2 separate regions of the Gossypium hirsutum genome follow, and region 2 is linked to region 1. Evidence: chromatin contacts called from public Hi-C data. All regions are on one chromosome and are shown on one strand. The core of a region is the stretch at or near the end of the contact, and the rest is flanking DNA. Distances in the headings are between cores, read along the strand shown. Region 1 holds the start of LOC107913882 (NADP-dependent malic enzyme). Region 2 overlaps LOC107913881 (ABC transporter G family member 29).

Region 1 (5,536 bases), core at 2,915-5,414:
TTTGATCATTGAATTTAAAATAAGGGTAAACTGTAAAAATAGTCACTTTTGTTTACCTCAAATTACATTTTAGTCACTTATGTTTGAAATGTTACATTTTAGTCACTTACATTATCGTTTTGTTACGAGGTGATCCCTCTGTCGTTAAGCTCTGTTACTTCCTTAACGACAATCCTACATGACAATCCAAATGGGTTTTAAATGCCAACTTAGATATCCAATTGGGAAAAGAATATGTTTTTAATTAAATAAATGTAATTCATTGAAAATTTTAAATTAATTACACCTTGAACTGGAAAAGAAAAAACGTTCGTCTCTTTTTCTTTTCTATTTTGACTGAAAAACTATTTTCATCTCAGTTGGACATCCAAGTTGGCATTTAAAATCCATTTGGATTGCCACGTAGGATTGTTAGGGAGGTAATGGAGCTTAACGGCAGAGTGACTATTTCGTAACAAAACAATAACGTAAGTGACTAAAACATAACATTTCAAACATAAGTAACTAAAATGTAATATGAGGCAAACAAAAGTAGCTATTTTTATAATTTACCCTTAAAATAATTTAAAAATAAGAAAATTATAGAAATAATACTTTATATAAATTAACTACTAACAAAGTGCAAATTAGGAAGCTAAAATATACATTGCCCCTTGTATATAATATACATGCTAACATCTTCCGTCTAATATTCCACTATAACTCCACTGGGTCAAAAAAATAGTGTGTTAAAAGGTAGGACAACCAAATTTCACCTTTCCGTGGACTATTATCAAGGATTGGATAGCCTGCCTAGTCTTAACTGGATTCAAAGAAAACAGACGTGTTCCTATGAGTAACCAAAATTTATAATCGATACCATACTAAAATCTTTACCCATTAGATTTTCATTTAGGGCAAAACCTGTAGGTCGAAAAGCTATGGAATGTCCTTTGTTTTTGTTTTGTTTTTTTGTGTGTTACCTTGGAGAATATCAATTAATTAGAAAAAGCAGTTCCTACTGCCTACTGTTTTTTGTGTTACATCTTTTCAATGGATTTCATTCCCTTGACAGCAGGGTTTGCTTAAAACAATACAAATGGTTACAGGTATCGAGATTGATTTTCTGCGTAATCTGTTTCGGGGTGTGTTTTTCTATAGTAGATAATCACAGTTTGGTTGTAGCGTAAGTGCTTCTATATTCAAACCCTCTTGTGTTTTGATGGAAAATATCTACTTATACCAAATCTTTTGAAAAATATTCACTTTTTTTCTGGGTTTTCTTTTAATCTTTAGCAAAGTTGAGGAAGGTTTCTTCAGACACAGTGTAACATAGTTAAGGAGCCCATTGCTCTAAGATAGAGTGTTGTATTCTAAAGAACTAAAGCTGAGAGGGAGGGGGGAGAGGGGATTTTTATTTTATTTAGTATTAATAATGTTATTAACATTAATATAAAATTTAAATCTATTATCATATATTCCAAAAAAATATTTATGTTTTTTTATATATATTTTTTGAAATTTTTAGAATTAAATTAATATAATATGTAAATGATTATTTGAGGGGCGTAAAATGAGAATTTTTTATAACGGGGTTGAATATGGCTATGCAGGCGAATGTCATCTAACACCAAAACCTCAACTACCATTAAATGCAATTACCACATGGTATTGCTATGCCACCTACCCTCACACTTGTCTGTTAGTTTTTTCCCATCTTTTTATGTAACCAAGAAAGAAACAGGGAGTGAGGAAAACAAACTGATATATATAACTGGTTATGATCAAATTCACCACTTTATTACGTGTAATATAAATGGCCTTAGGAGTTAGGACTAATACAATCTCTGGTTTGGTTTCATTCTCAACTGCCCATGCTTCATTGGAATTTCAGATTGAATCTAAGAGATGATGATTGGTACGATAAAAAGAACGTGAGAAAAGCGATTAGGAAGCCAATCCAGCTTTATATTATATTACAGCGATAAAAAGAAAACTTAAATGTAATAAAATTTAAATTTTATAAACTATTTAGCTTTTTTTTTACAACATACTTAATTAAGTTCTAATTAGGGGTGTTCAAACGGTCGGCTCGGTTTTTAACCTAACCAATTACTTGAAATGTAAAAATCTTTAACCGCTGACCGAATCAAAATTTTTTCAAATGAATTAACCAAATTGAAATATTTCGATTAATTTGATCGTTTAACCATATAAACTAAAATTTATATGTTTTTATCTTTTGATTAAAATAAGTATAAACATATAAAAAAATACATTGCTAATGTTCATTTTCTTCTTTTTTTTAATAGTTCAAAAAATATATTATATATTATATTATATTATTTATTTTGATTAATATAAAAATAATAGTTAAAAATACATTACTAATATAAAAATATATTATATATTATTTCATTTAATTAATTACCTGATTTTAAATTAAATTAATCGATAACTGAAATTTTAAAAAATCATTAACTAACCTTTAACTGAATTAAATTCAGTCATCGACCGATTAAATTAATTTAATTTTAACCGCTCATAATTTTAATGCCTAAATTATCTTTATTGATTTTTTATACTACCTAAAATATATTTACTAATTCCTAAAATCTCTTTTTTTTATATATAATATATAGAATATTGTAAAGGTAAAATGCAGAGCACGTGGGATGATATTAAGAAATTCCCGAGTCATATTATTAATAAAAACAGCAAAGCACTTGGTTTTATTATGTGGGATCTACTTTTACATATCTCTCAATTACTTGGTTCTCATAACACCAAACTACTTGGTTTTATTGATTAAATAATTCACCATTTCGCAAAATTAGTAAATTACCAATTTATTATTATATTTAAGTTTTAAAAATATTTTATTGTTAATTTTATGAATAATTTATATTAATTACGTAAAAAAACATTTAAAATTTATATTTTATCTACCTTAAAAATATATTGTTAAAAGGAATAACCATGAATCCCAAAAATAAATTACAAAATGAGCATGAAAACTAAAAAACAACCATATTTGATAATAACATAAATTACTAAAAATTAACGAATCCCTTTTTTCATATTTTCTTTATCACACTTTTTAAAAATAATTTTCCTTAAAAAGCAAAATTGGAAAACACATTTCAAAATAATAATTAACTAGCTCTAGAAAAGCCACGTCAGACAAAAGTTATCAGCCACATGAAATAAAGAAACCGACAGACAAAAAGGCCCAGAACCAGAAACTAAAAATCAAATGGCTGTCATGTTACAGTGGTTCAGAAAGTTGGCTTCTTCTTCCTCCCAATGTCTTTATTTTTGTTTTACCAAAGGGAATGAAGGAGGAGGAGGAGCTCACTATGTCTGCTTTCCTAAATCTCCCCTACAATTTACTTTGTCCTCATGCCTGCTGCTGCTTTCCTAAATTTATATTTTATAAAATTAATATAACATTTTAAAAACATTAATGTAACAAAATATACATCATCTAGATATGTATGTTTAATCTGTTTCCTTTCAATAACATTGAAATACTGGTAAGAAGAAGGAAAAGAAATACGCATATAAACAGACGACAAGATTTCATGAAGACGACATTCCCGAAAATCTTGGAATTGACATGAAAAATTGCCGCACACAACTGCATGAAGAAGACGTTCTCAGACTCTTTCTTGGCCATAAAATTTGATGAAACGAATCCTGCGCTTTTTAAATATGTTTCAACCATCATAACATGACAAATCTCACTATAAATCTCGAAGAATTCTTAATCCAAGGGCTGCAAAACTAGATTAAAAATTGTTTTCAATGTACTAATGCAGAATATTTCGAAGCAGATCCTCATTAATTTTATCTCAAAATTTCTCCTCATAATTATATAGTTCTTTTTTTTAGTAAAATTTCCGACTCCCGAAACAAAAGAATACTTAAAAAAAAAAGAATTATTTTGTTATTATTATGATTTACAAGTTGACGACCAATCAAGCAACCAGTGTCTGGTTGTTCAGAAAACCAAACCCGAACTCATCAGCTCAACACACCTAAAACATACAGCAATTAAACAAGATTCGCAGGAAGTTGGCTTGGGTTGGGACCCACTCTTTTTGGACGTCCTACTTGAGGGGACGGTGGTGGCACTTTCGTAATAAAGGGACAAACTCAGCTACCCACTTGTCATTTGCAGTCACCAAAAGTCTGCTGAGGGTAGCAGAGAGGGATAAAAACCGGACACGTTTTTTAGGATTCCTCCTTCTCTCCCTCATAGATACAAAATCAGCGGGTAGAGAGAGAAAGCAGAGTAAGGGAAGGGAAAAGGAAGGGAAAGGGAAGCTTTATATAACCCATCTGCTTTCTCTCTAAACTCTCTTCCTTTCCATCTTTCCTTTCTTTGCTTTGCTTGTTTCTATTGAGAGATTTCCACTAACAAAAGCTCTAGACTCTTGTCTTCCCACATTTTCTCTCACCATGATTTCCTTGCACAGAAGCTGTTTTCTGGTAATTTCTTAATCAACCCATTCTTCATTTTCACTACCCATTTCCTATAATTTATTTCTAAACCTTAATCATTGTTATATCTCTTCCTCATGTTTCGTTTTTTTTTCTCTGGTATTTTTCTAGTTTGAAAATCACATGAGTTTACCTTTTTCAGGGTCTTTCCTTTGTAGCTCTTTTACAATAATAAAAATTTCCTTCTTTTTTATTCCTCCTATCTGGTTTTGCACATCTTTGAAAGATATTCAACATCTAAGGCTTTCTTTTATGACATTAAAGATCTCAGATTTACCACAAATACATATATATATATTTAAAAAGTCTGTTTTGCTTTTTATTTGATTTCGTTACTGACCTTTTCTTTTCTTTTTTTTTTATGGGATGGGGGGGGGGACAGAACAACACTGGCATTTCTGGGTCATCAAGCCCTTTCTCATACAAGCTGAAGAAGCTGCCACCAGCTTCTGTCAAAGTCACAGCTTTAGGCCCCAACAGGGATCGAAACAGCAGCGTTTTGATTGAAAACAACAACCCATTGAAAGAAATAAAAGAAGATGACACTTCTTCTGTTGCTGATGTGGACCCCAATCCTACTGTTACCGGCGAAGACCGCGACCTCTACTATGACGCCGCCGCCACCGACGATCAACTTGTCACCCCTTGGTCTCTCTCTGTTGCCAGGTAACATTCGATTACTTTCCTTTGCACTAATATCTTTCTCGTGTAATTTTTATTTATTTATTTGGCTTTTCCCACCTCTATTATGAGCTTTCTTTTTTCTGGGTATGACATGATGGTTTTTAAGATTTTTCATATATGTTTGACAGATCTCTTTTTTGTCTAACATTTAAATAAGAAGGTGATCTTCTAAGTGTTGGGTCTTATTTTATTTTCTGGTCTTCTTCTTTGTGTTTAAGTTCATGGTTTTCCTTTTGATGTACTTGTTGTGAACTCTTTGTTTTGTATTGAATGTTAGATCATGATGTTGTGGCCAACAATAATTTTACCAATTCAGATCTTTGATTTGTTGTTTTGTCTTTGTGTTGGTTGTTAGATATGATTGAAA
Region 2 (5,739 bases), core at 1,577-4,076, 48 kb before region 1:
CACTTTGATTGCAGCTCTAATCATTGGATCAATTTTCTGGGGAGCTGGAACAAAACTGTCTGACTCAATCTTTCACTTCTCATTCACCATATGACTAAAAATTTTCAAAATGTCCCCTAAATGATGCATTCTGTTTTCTTTTTTATTGTTCTGTGGTTCAGGAAAAATGCAACTCAGCTTTCTGTGATAACGGGAGGCATGTATATAGCTGCCATGTTTCTCGGAGTTAATAACTGCCAAACAGCCCAACCAGTTGTAGCCATTGAAAGAAGCATATTTTATCGAGAAAGAGCAGCCGGAATGTACTCTGCATTACCTTATGCACTTGCACAGGTGAGAGGTAGTGAAGGCTTAATACTTTTTGGCACTTTGTTTCAAGAATCAATCACTTCAACGGGATGGAAACTCGTGTCAAACTATCAATGGCAGTGTGTTTTTGTCATTTGACTAATCTACTCTCATCTTATAAATTAATTTTGACGTGGCATCCAGGTAATAGTAGAAATACCATTTGTGGTAACCCAATCTTCATATTTTACACTTATTGTGTATGCTATGATGAAGTTCAACTGGACGGCGAAAAAGTTCTTCTGGTTCCTTTTTGTTAACTTCTGCACCTTCCTTTACTTCACATACTACGGGATGATGGCTGTTGCCATCTCTCCAAACGTTCAAGTAGCTGCCATCTTAGCTGCCGCTTTCTATTCACTCTTTAATCTTTTCTCCGGCTTCTACATTCCAAAACCAGTATGTTAACTTCTTTTGCAAGCAAATTATGTGTATTAATAATCCCAACAATGTGTGATGATAGAAATTAATTCATTTTCTTTGAAATTTCAGAGAATCCCTCCATGGTGGATATGGTATTATTGGATCTGCCCAATGGCATGGACAGTATATGGATTGATCACGTCGCAGTATGGAGATGACGAGCGCACCATAAAAGTACCAGGGATGAAGCTTGACCCTACTATTAAATGGTACTTAGAACACCATTTCGGGTTTCACCATGATTTCCTGAGAACAGTTGCTGTGGTTTTGGTTGTTTTCCCATTGTTCTTTGCATTCATGTTTGGGTTATGCATCAAGTTGCTGAACTTCCAAGTTAGATAGAGGAACATTTCTATGCAATCACTTCTTCACCTTTTAACATGTTATGACTATTTAGCTCAAGAATGGTCTTTGTAAATTGATGCCAAATGTATGAGATTGTTGATTATGTTTTCCAATACTACATGCTATTTCTAAATAAAGGAGTTTGATTTCTGTTTCCGGGTTATAGGGTGGACATATTTATTGGATAGGGTCCTAGTTCCTTTCAATAGGAATAGGAACTAGACATAAGAATAAGTTAAAATATGTTGTTAGTCCATCCACTTGTATAGAATTTGAGATTTAATCCATTTACTTTAAAAGTTAAAATTCCAATTTCCTATTTTTTCAATTTAAAAATTCTAATCCAATCATTATTATCATTAGTAGTTTCTATAAAAAAAATGTCAACTTAACATGTTTATTTTCTATCAATCATATCTCATATTATATGAGGACGGCTTAATTAAAAATACAATTTGACAAATTTTGACGGAAAATACTTATAATTTTAAGGATTTGATTGATATTTTTAAACCAATAAAATAGGAGGAATTTTTTTAACTTTAAAAGTACAATGATTAAATCTCAAATTTTATACAAATACAAGGGTTAACAAAATATTTTAACCTAAAAAAATCTCATCCATATTCCATGCTCATGCATGACTAAGACTATGATGATGCCCTATTTTAGTATCTAGAACTAATTAGATATAGAAGTGATTGTTATAGGTGGACACCAAATTTTATCCAGAGGGTTCTAATAGTAATGTGATGAGAAATTTATTTCTAATTCAAGTTTGTGTAGGTCCTTTGTTTCGATAAAGTTCAATTGTTTTTTCTTTTTGTAGAAAAGAGACTGCATTAAGCGATTACAACAATAAAATCATAAGTTAAAATGATCTAGACCTATTGCCATCTTCAACCAACAAACTTCTAACCAAAACCGACGGAACTGCAAACAAACAGAGCAAAGAGTCTCTTGTGTCAGCACATTTAGCCATGTGATCTGCAACTCTATTCTAATCTCTCAAAATATGTCAAATGCGAAACTCTCATCTTCGACACAACAACTTATATAATAACCTTAATTCTATTAAAATACTATTAGTTCCTCCACCAGACAATAGAAGTTCAATCAACAAAGCATTATCACACTCAACTTCAACCTTTCTGAACCCCTTCTCCCAAGCTATAAAAAGGCCTTCCAACATCGCTCTTGTTTCAAATTTAAAAACAGATTCTTTGTCGGAACTCATCATATAACCCCACAACCAGTTTGCATTCGAATCCTTAACACTCCTCAAATGGAAGCATTTTTCCCACTAATCGGCACCTCTCCATCTGAGTTAAGCTTTATCCAAGCTGTTTCTAGAGGTAACCAACTCGAAAGGATCATCACGGTTCTTGGCAGTTTCATTTTCACATCTAAATCCCGATAACTCCTAGCCTACGTGTAACTTGTATCCACGATGACTTGGGTGCACCTGTGACTATTAAAAAAAACAGACCTATTCCTATTTTTCCAAAGTAGCCAACATAAAATGACAAAAAGAGTTTGCCACTCAATATCATTGTACAAGTCCAAATTTGCCTGGGCCCAAAACCACAAATTATCAGCCCAAATCAGAAACCCAAAGCCCAATAAAATAAGCCCAACTACCCAAACCCAATTCAGCCCAAAATTACCCTGGCCCAACAGAAGTCAAACTAGGGTTTCAGCTTTTCTGAAACCCTAGCGCCGCAGCTCTGTCTTCTGCCACCGCTATGCCGCACGTCCCATCGGCCACCCCCACCTGCATCTGACTAGCGCCGCACCTACCGTCTGCCGCCACCTGCTCTACCAAGACCTGTAAACACGCAACAAAGAGAAGCAGGAGCAAAGAGAAACAAGTCCAAAAATGGCAAAAAAATTTAGATTTTCTTTCGGCTATAAAGCCGATTTGCAAAAGTAGAAAAGGGGGGCTTCATCACTGTAATCGGGTCTTTTCTTTTTCTTTTGTAACATTTTCACAAAAATACAACGAATTAATAACAAGAAGATCAAAAAGCAAAAAAAAAAGGTTGATCTCAGTCTATTTTCTTTTCTGTTCTTGCGTTTCTTTTTTGTTTATTTTCTTCCTTTTTTTGTTTATTTTCTATAAATTTTTAAACGAAACAAAAGAGAGAAAGGATCATTACCGGTCTCGAAAGCCTGTCCCCGGAGACCGTCTTCAGTGCTGGAATCAGACCGAGAAATGGATGAAAGGTCTCTCCTTTTTCGGCTCGTTGCGTCTGGAGGATCGGGCCTTAAGGTGGAGGTCGAGAACGGGGTTAAAAACCCCACTTTTCTTGCTCCGACCACCGCCCGTGACGGAGCCCCGGCCTCAGAACGGCCGCTCGCCAGCGTGGCCATGTTTGGCTGGTGGAAACTTTGAGGGAAGGAGAGAAAGGCTTGTTTTTTAGTTGAAATTAAAAATGAAGCAAAAAAAAATTTTGGTTTTAATAAACATTTCAAAACGGCACCGTTTTACCCCCTCCTACCCGCGCGTTGACCCGACCCGCAACTCAGGGTCCGCGCTTTTTGTGCGGGTGGGTTATTTTCAGTCCAGGTCCTTCCGCATTTTCTATTTATCTCGATTTCATCCTTTTGCTTATTTATTTGTTTTATAAATTCGGCTCGTGATTTTAGTTTCTGTTTCGATTTGGTCCTCAGACCATATGCTACCCTTCCGTTAAAACGGCGCGCTTGAAGGCTGGGAATATTTTCCCAATCAGTCCCTTCCTTTTGACGCGCGTTTTACTTCAGTACTCTTCGTTTTTTTATTTTTGAATTTACCCGGTACTTTCGTTTTTATTTCAATTTAGTCCCTTTTTTTTGCAGTTTTATTGTTTAATTAATTATTTTTATATTATTGTTATTATTATTATTACTATTTATTATTATCAGTTTTATTTTCCTTTTATTTATTCATTACTATTGTTAATATATTAATTAGTTTTTATTATTGTTTTAGCTTTATATATATATATAGATGTTTACATACTCGTATATTTTTATATTTTATAATTTATGTATACATGTATTTATATCTATATACATGTTTTTTAATTCTTATAAGTGTATATATTTATATATTTACGTACTTATATTTTTTTTTGTACTTTCTAATTTGTATAGATATATACATACATATTTTTAATATATCTTTAAACATGTATATAAATTATCATATTTGCTTGTATATATACGTATATATTTTTATTATTTTTAAACTTTAATATGTACATACATATATATATAACATATATTTGTATGTGTGTGTATATACATAATTATATTTTTCTTATATATATTTAATTTACATACATATCTACATATTTCTACATACCTATTTTATAAACACATACAAATATATCTTTTTTATAACTTTGTTCATTCTCTTTATTTGTTTATTTATTTACGTTTACGTCTTTATTTTAAAAGAATATTTTAATTTTATTTGCTTATACTTGTATTTTTTGCATATTATCATTTGCCCTTTTCATTCATTCTTATTATAGTTGCTTGTATTATTTTTATGCTATCGCATTCAATATTGTTTTGTACGCATGTTAACCTCGTGTTTCATTTTTACCATTTCAAATTAGATTAATTCATCTCAAAGCATAAGTTTCGACTTTCAAAAAAGCAAAATCTCGTATTTTAAATTCGAGAAGATCGATCCTTAACATATTAGGTTTCGATTTTCTTCGTTGAATCTAAATAACCGAGATTACTCTTTTTATAAAAAAACGTAAATAAAAGCTCATAATCAAGAATTTAATGTATTGTGTCCTAATGCATTGGATATGACGTATTGTTCTCTTGAGACGAGGATGTTCAAAAATAATAAGAATAAAATAAAGGTAATGTTCAGTGTTTAGTATTATGAGAAGTTGTACCCTAACGCATTGGGTTGCAATTTTTTTTTACTTAAACAATTGAACACCTTTTTAAACTAGATTATGCAAGTTTTTAAACTAACTCATTTCTGAAGAGATAAAATATTGTGCCCTAATGCATTGGGTGTGACATTTTCTTTTTCTGAAATAAGAAAGTCTTAACGAGTAACACGATTTATAAGTTTTCTATAAAAATAAGAATCGTATTTTTAAAATTCTTCAAAGTCTTCAATTTTCAACATTAAGATATTAACTAATCAACTAGGTACCAATTTTGGGCGTTACGGGGGTGTTAATCTTTCTCCGTACGTAACTGACTCCCGAACTTATTTTTCTAAATTTCGTGGACCAAACTCGTTGTTTTAATAAAATCAAACCGTTTATAAAAAAATAGCCACTTTTCGAGGTGATCCAATCATACCTAATTAAAAAGGATTGGTGGCGATTCCTGTTTCATTTTTCAAAACCCAAGTCGACCCCGTTTTCATTCAAAAATGGTGTCAACAATCATTAAAACTTAGATTTCTTTTACCTTGCAAGTTCCATGATAGCCGCTCTTTAAACATCAAAGAGAAAAAAAATATTTTGAGCTTGCCTTGGAACTAGACCTGTCCATGGGCCGGGTCGGGTTTGGGTCGGGCCCAGAAAAAAATTTTAGCCCGCTTCCTAAGCCCAGACCCGGCCCAGCCCGAAATATGGGCCCGAGATTTTGTCCAGGCCC

What was found. Hi-C and Micro-C count contacts between places; a contact is called where the count stands out from the background.
Region 2: a contact with region 1 is called in a Hi-C map of leaf, with 2.9 times the contacts expected there. The contact joins the enhancer-like site here to the promoter of LOC107913882 in region 1. A contact is called at or near these places in 15 of 34 Hi-C or Micro-C datasets (anther, callus, fibers and 3 more).

Annotation. Positions count from the first base shown.
Region 1 is chrD10:7,047,492-7,053,027 of Gossypium_hirsutum_v2.1, reverse strand. LOC107913882 (NADP-dependent malic enzyme) reads left to right here and starts at 4,164. Exons shown (of 20, transcript XM_016842551.2): 1 at 4,164-4,473; 2 at 4,868-5,151. The coding sequence starts at 4,444.
Region 2 is chrD10:7,093,613-7,099,351 of Gossypium_hirsutum_v2.1, reverse strand. LOC107913881 (ABC transporter G family member 29) reads left to right here. Exons shown (of 21, transcript XM_016842550.2): 18 at 1-57; 19 at 162-333; 20 at 493-747; 21 at 841-1,272. The coding sequence ends at 1,113. Among protein-coding and RNA genes, the nearest start is that of LOC107913881, 9.7 kb to the left of the region's middle. Within about 2 kb of position 2,826, at least 9 of the 9 cell types and tissues checked have an H3K27ac peak or open chromatin away from gene starts, as enhancers often do. A contact at or near this core is called in fibers and leaf, where this site is marked.